2 separate regions of the Drosophila melanogaster genome follow, and region 2 is linked to region 1. Evidence: chromatin contacts called from public Hi-C data. All regions are on one chromosome and are shown on one strand. The core of a region is the stretch at or near the end of the contact, and the rest is flanking DNA. Distances in the headings are between cores, read along the strand shown.

What was found. Hi-C and Micro-C count contacts between places; a contact is called where the count stands out from the background.
Region 2: a Hi-C map of the Kc167 cell line shows a contact between it and region 1, with 3 times the contacts expected there. A contact is called at or near these places in 10 of 107 Hi-C or Micro-C datasets (the D17-c3 cell line, the Kc167 cell line, the OSC cell line and 3 more) and 1 of 7 datasets of targeted methods (the Kc167 cell line).

Annotation. Positions count from the first base shown.
Region 1 is chr3R:14,653,409-14,657,394 of dm6, reverse strand. It overlaps l(3)L1231 (lethal (3) L1231), which reads left to right and starts at 2,198. Exons shown (of 6, transcript NM_001300399.1): 1 at 2,198-2,237.
Region 2 is chr3R:14,722,292-14,725,838 of dm6, reverse strand. kibra (kibra,) reads left to right here and starts at 1,578. Exons shown (of 9, transcript NM_001300400.1): 1 at 1,578-2,528. The coding sequence starts at 2,266. It overlaps CG7530, which reads left to right. Exons shown (of 6, transcript NM_169599.2): 5 at 1-382; 6 at 450-1,079. The coding sequence ends at 680.

The DNA.
Region 1 (3,986 bases), core at 949-3,448:
TTACCAGAGAGTCGCTTTCGGACCGGGTTCAGATAACATAATCGTAGTTGTGTAACTGGGGGGCTTTGTAGAGCTTTTAATGCCCTGCACTACGGCATATTCACTTACAATGAGTTGTCGAGATTTCAGCGTGTTACGCTTAGATGAGATCTAGTAATTAATATTTTATTTGTGGAATAAGCTCACAAGCTAATACTGATATACTGATCGTGATTTTAAAAGTCTCCCATTTGGAGACGTTAGAAATTCGAATGCCGAACATCTTAAGTCGAGCCTCTCATATGTTCGGCATCTCGGCGTTTAGTTGTGGTGTGAATTAACCATGACCGGGTTGAAAATTTGTCGGAACTCGCTTGCAGGCTGATGAAGGATGTTTGAAGTCGGAAATTGAATGACTACACGATGACCGCCAACTAGTGTGCCCAGGTGGACGAGATCGCAGAGTTGCCTTGGTCAGCTAGTATGACCAGCTGTGCAGCGTTCGATAACGTGATATCGGCGCGAATTGAATTTTGGCGCGGAGGTTTTTCCTCTATGACTCTTCTTTAAACCTACTTTTGTTGTTCTTTATGTCGTTATTTAATGGTATTTGTCGGGTATATGATCTTTGGCTTGCCTTTACTCGAGAATCCATCTGGGTATCAGCCGCGAGAGAAATCTTTCAGTGCAACCCACACGGGTATCATTCGCACACTCCCCAGGAGGAGTCTATGGGCTCACAACTTCAAATTCAGCAGCAGCAGACATTGTCCGGACCCGGATCCATCACATTAACAGCATCGCCACAACTGCCTATCTCTATCAGTAGAATGCGACAGCATCAGCGGCTACTCCAACATAGTTCATCTGGCTCTGGGAGGCCTTTTGCGGCCGATCATTTTATCCTGCCGCCAAGAAATATTGCGCAATAGTGGTTCCAAAGCTAAACCACAGTAGAGATACAAATCAAACTGCAGAGCCGACCAATCAGACCGCCGGTGCTCTGATTGGCCGCCCATTGGAGACTGCGCGTTATGGCTAAGGTAACCAGTTTCAAGATGGCAACGCGCACGTACCAATCAGAATCAAGTTAGAACGCTATATTCGAGTTCCTCGACTATCAGATTCCTACTACCTACTATACGTACCTACTACGTTAATAGGAGTGCGAACTAGAACATTTACATATTTTTGGCGTACCGATACTAATCAGCAAGACAAATAAAATGTAAAGAAATTGTTCAAAAGTGGGAGTTTTGGGCGGTTAGTGAGCGTTAAAGTGGACGTGGTAGTCCTTACTCTCTCGCCTTTATAGTTCCTAATATCTCTACATTCATTCGGAAGCACTCGGCTATAGTATACCCTTTAACTGTACGAGTAAGGGGTATAAAAAACGTAAAGGTGGCGGTGGCTGTAGCTTACGACACTCCTTGACACTGGGTCCCAAAATAGCAGTTCAGTGTGTTTGGTTTTATTAATATAATATGGTTGGTTCTTCGCTGAATGTATAATATTATTATTAACTGTTGTTACTTAATGGTTATCAATCCTGAAGCATAAATTTAGCACTTGCTTATTTTGTTTGTATAAATAGCAGCAAAATAGTGATATTCGATAGATCATGTGAATAAATATTTATTTTTCTTCAAAAATATCGATATATTGAAATGTAGATAAATTTGTCACATCCCTAGTTCGCCCGAATGGCTGCGTGTGTGTCTGTGCGCGCGCCTGTATTGTCCGCCATCTTGTCAGCCCGACTTCATCGAAAATTACAAATTTAATCGTTTAACGCGTTTTATGCCCACTTAACACACCAGAAAGTGCTGCAGTACACATTTTCCCACAAAAAGGATATCGTCTTGAGTACGCTGCGCTCAGCAAAGGGGGATAAAATTGCATTTGAAAGTGGAATTGTTGGTGCGGAGAAAAAATTGTGCAGCAAAAAATTCCCAGGTCTGTGCTGTATGTGTGTGTGAGAGGCAGGCCAGGGTTGCCGATCCTCCTATTTATATGTGCATAAAATAGATTTTTAACAGTAAATCCCATTAACTTGTGATCAATTGAGTGCGAATCGCTGTAAATAATTATTTGGCGGGCTGTTATAATTTTTATTTCCCAAAAAACCGCATTATTCTGCCACTTTACTAATTCCCAAAAACATGACAACCCTGTCCGTGGGAAGGGTACTCAAACAACAAAAACGAAGTACGTTGCGCGGCGCCACTTTGACGTTTGAATCGTCATCAGACGGTTGGGTAAATTTTCTCGCTCTCGTTGCTCTCGGTTTCGGCCCCACTGTATGCGTGTGTTGTATGTGTGTGAGCCTTTATGTGAGTGTGTGCGGTCCGTGACGCATTCTTGTTTTGCATCGAAAATCGCCAAAGCAAAGAAAAGCAGAAAAAGCTGTTAAAGCTAAAAATGATTAAATGCTGAAAATCAAAGCACAGTTAAAAATCAAAAGACCCTGCGTGTGCAACTCTAAACGCAAGTGTATCTGTGAGTGTGTGGGTTTGGTGGGGGGCTGTGTGGGGGAAGGAAGCGAAAGAGCCGCTAAAGAGAAGCAGAAAAAAGGGCGAGGGCGACTGCTGGTCGAAACAAAAAAAAAAGAGAAAAAAACGGATGGGGGAAACAGAGAAATCATAAAAACGCCGGCAACAGCGATTCTCGAGTGCCCTTCCCGCCACTCCCCAACAGTTGCCATCCCACCCCTCGCAGCGGCGGCACACCCACAAACCACAAAGCGAATGACAAACAAAACTAAACAAAAAGCTAAAAGAAATTCAAGACGCGCTCCCCACTGAAAGTTCGTTTACACGGAATTGGTTATTTGTTTTGTTTAGTTTTGGAAATTTGTTTATTGGCGACATATGTGTGGTGATGAACCTCCCCCTCCGCCCGCTCTTAGTTATCGTGTGCATGTGTGTGTTTATATTGCTGAAATTCTTCACAAGAGTTGAGTAAAGTCCGTGAGAAACCGAGATTATCGTTAACTTGGTTTTAACGGAACAGATGTGTGTGTTTTTTTTTTCATACCAACAACAGCTGCCGCTCACTACCTACAACAACAACAAAAAGAGCAACATAATAAAACCTCGAATAACGAAAATTTCGTACACTTTTATAAAAAAACAAAATAGTGATCGTAAGCCTTGGATATTTTATTGTGTGAATAATTCTGTTTTAACTTAATTCGCCTTATAATTATGATACTGTTATAAAATAATACTTATTGCACCAAGAAATCACAAAACAGCTAAGGCCAAAGGAAGTGTTTTATATCGGAGATTTACTTTCATGTTAAAATGGAAAAGTAAAGAAAATTACCACATTAATTGGATCTATCATGCGGATGAATTGTTTAAACAACTTAAGTGTCTTTTAAAAATTATACATGTTTATCTTTCCATTTAATATGGATGCACAATCAATTTGGATTATAAAAATATATTATTTTGCATTCGAAAACAATACCAAACGGCTTATTTAGGAAACCTTTCAAAAGCTTTAAATATTCCTACCAGCGTTATTAAATTTCCAAATTGAAATAAATATTTATTTGAATAATTCAGTGAGTCATTTTATGGAACCCATTAATATTTATTGTCTTTTGACCGCGAAAAAGCAAAGAAAAATGCAAAGCAAAATCTTTGACTGTGAAGCCCATAATTATCTCGTATGACTCACGATTTTGGAAGTTTGTTTGCAGACAAAACGAGCAAGATATATGCTCCATAAGTTATGCCAACATTGTTGGCAGCACTCCCAAGGCTTCCCCGGGTTGCTTCCAGCCAGTGTCCACTGTACCACTGCTCTGGAGCCATGAGACCCACTCTGTGGGATGTGGACGGGCCTACGTGCAATGCAAAAGTGGCCAAGTGGAGCTGCAGATGGAGTTCGTTTGGCTTCGCTGGCTGGCTGAATAAACTGAACCGCATGTCTGGCTCTTGGCTTTTACCCCGCATCCCGCACCGTCCTCCCCACCGCATCAAAAATCCATCTCCAGC
Region 2 (3,547 bases), core at 329-2,828, 69 kb before region 1:
CGACCAGGTGCTGGTGGTCTGCCTGCTGGTCTGCTTCTGTCTGTGCATGCTGATGTCCGCCATATACCACATCTTCTCCTGCAAATCGGAGGAGCACTACGAGCTCTTTCTGTCCGTTGACTTCCTGGGCATTTCGCTGTCGCTGGTGGCCATCTATATCAGTGGCATGTACTATGCCTTCTGGTGCCACACCTTCCTGCGCACCCTGTACTCCACGATTGCACTGGGCATGTTCGCACTGGCCATTGCCGTGCAGATACCCCGTTTGAATGTGTCCATGAACGGCAAGGTGGCGGTGCTGCTACTCTGGTCTGCCTATGGAATCATACCTCTGGGCCACTGGGCGGTGGCCATGGGCGGTCTGGAGAACGAGCTAGTCAGGGTAGGCATCAGTTGGAAATTTATGGAATCTTGTCATTTGCTAATCCATCAATCATTACCATTTGCAGCTGATGGTGCCCCGCATCGTGCTCATGTACTTGCTCTGCCTCGTCGCCTTCGTTTTCTATGCGGCCAAGATTCCGGAGCGCTGGTTCACCGGCAAGGTGGACTTCGTTGGGCATTCGCACAACTGGTGGCACCTGATCATCGTGGCCGCCTTCTATCACTGGCACAACACCGGACTGGTCTATGCCGAGTATCGCCTGAATAACGGATGCACTGCACCAGTTCTCTCCTAGAACTTGAAGATCCGAACATCTGAGTTAAGATCCGAAGATCCGAGGAGCGGAGATGGAATCCGGGACTCTAGTAGACTAAAGCTTAGTGTAAATAGTTTATGGGGCGCTCTTTATCCGCTAATAACTAATATTTAGTTGTAGTTGTTGACCGATATGATTAATTTATGTTTAATTTACCAATTAGTTAGGGTTTCGTGTTAGACAATCCAGATCCAGATAGTTGGCATCGCATAAGCGGCAAAAAGGTTTCTCTCTTTATATCCTAATTGATTTCCTTTAATATATACAATTAAACAATGTCAATGAAATTGCATGTGTCTTGAGCTGAAGCTGTGTTAGTCTTGTTGACTCAATTTTTACAATTCATAAAATGCAAATACAATATCAAACGTACAAAGCAAGCGAAATTGTGGTTTTATTGAAGTTATGTTTCGGAAACATAATTTATTTTTCTATCTATGGTTGGGATACATATTGATTTCGAAATGCGTAACTCAGTTTACAGTCTTTTTTTTTAAATTTTTTCTTTTTCTGTTTTTAAAATGTAACGGAAATGTTAGGATTAAGATAACAGTAATTGTTAACAGAGCGAGTTAACATGATCTATCGGAACTGGCTTTGATTAACATCGCTTGAAGAACCGAACTAGTTCCTGTTACCAAGCCGATCTTTGAACGTACAACTCCTATTTTCTTCCCTCAACAATTACACCTATGCTTGGGGACTACACAAGCCAAATAACAATAAATACTTTTCGTGCATGATTGTTAAATATCGCATCTCTGCAACCGCGTCAATACAGCCTATAATATCGATATCAACCAATACATCGAATAACATCGCCGCGAGTGTATCGATATGCAATGCGATGTTTTCTGCTACACCACTAGCAGCGAATGTTACCAAAACAAATTCCGAATCCGAATCGGACGGTCATCAAGCGCGCTACTCGTGTTTTTTGCTGCTCCCCCAAGGAATTCCGGAACCGAAGAGATCGGCGACGGCGCGAACTCACTAAACTGAAGTACATATTTTTTTGTGAACACCAAGTGGATGGTTGGATTATCGTCGTTAATTAGTTTCAATTAGGCGAAAATAAGAAAATAAGTAAAGGAGTTCAAACGCTTGCAACAACAAGAAATGAAAAGAAGCAGCACCAACTGTGAGCAGTGATCGTGTGCGCTTGTGTTCGTCCCCCATATGTGTGCGTGTGTTTGAGCTGGAATGGAATGCAGTTACGAAAAAAGTAAATAAATAATTGAGAGCGCGCCCGCGCTCTCCCGCTCTCTCTCCCCTGCGCGCGTGTGTATTCGAGTTGGCTCGGTGTGTGCCTCTACGCCCGTCACCGTGTGGCCGTGTTGTGTGTGTGTGTGTGCGGGTCGGTCTCCATTATCGCCGGAGCAAAAGAAACGGAATTGAAATGTCTTTGCTAATGTAAACAGCGCAAAGAGAAACCCCCCGAAAAAAGAAGCAAACGTAGATAGCAATAGCGAAAAGAAAGAAAAGGCGCGCGTCGGGTGAAAAATCCAGCAACAACGACGTTTTCTCAGACTAACCAAAGTACACGGCGAGAAACAAAGTTAAAATGCCGAATCTGCAACAAACCGCATCGCAATCGCAGCATCATCTGCATCCCCACCACCTGCGACCCCAACAGCAGCAACAGCAACATCATCATCATCATCAACAACAGCAACAACAACAACACACGCATCATCAGCAGCAGCAACAACACCACAGCGACTTCCCACTTCCCGATGGCTGGGATATCGCCAAGGATTTCGATGGCAAGACCTATTACATAGATCATATCAACAAGAAGACCACCTGGCTGGATCCCAGAGATTGGTAAGTGTTCCGGAAAGGGTCAATTAAAGAAACGAAATTGAAACAAGGGCGATCTGAAATATAATTATAAGATATTTGCATTTGGAAAGTTAGTTTAAACTTATTAAAACTACTAGAACAATTATCAGAAATGAGGCATACATAACGAATGACCAAACCAACAGGTTGTGTTTTAAATAAGTTATAGATGCTTTAACATCGCAAACTATCAAGAGTGCTTATAAACCCCAATTGCTGCTTAATGGCTAATAAGTGAAGCAGATAACTCATTGAGAATCAAATTAAAATAGAATAAAATTCTTGGCAAGTTGTTAGTGGCTTAAGAAGGCATAAAACGCAGGTGAGAGATCAGCAGTTCACTCATTCAGGAAGCTCCGGCAAACGAGCTAAAAAAAAAACCCATATAAATTCCGATTCCGAAGCGCTCTTGAACCGGAAAGAAAAGGTGCGTGCTGCAGCTGTGTGTGTAAAGGAATGCGATCGGTGGAGGCGAAATGAAGCAAAAAAAAAAAAGAAAAATAAAAGGAAAATAAAATAAAGAGGCAGCAGCAAAATAAATTACATATTTTAAACAAGACAGCAGCGGCAGCAGGCAAAACAAAACGCAACGGAACGGGGGAAAAACTTGGAGTAAACATTCCGATGCGATGATTAAGACTCCGAATATAACTGAACTGAACAGAGAGTGGCAACAAACAAAAAATGGATTGTAAAGCCAGGGAAATACAACAACAAAAATTCGAGTGAGAGAGAGCAAAAGTTAAATAAAGCTCGGCGAATGATCTGTAAAATAAAAGGAAAACAAAACCAACAAACTCATACGTAATGAGTGCGAGAGAGCCAAAGGAGAGCGAGCGAGAGCGCTGGCGATCAGGCCATGTATCTCATAGATACATTTTAGTTTGCCGTTCGCTCACATTTTTTGTCTTCCATCTCGCTCGCGCCCCTCGCTGCCGCCCCACTCGCCATCTCTGTCTGTTGCTTTGCCCATAAACAATTGCAAAATGTACGTAGGAATT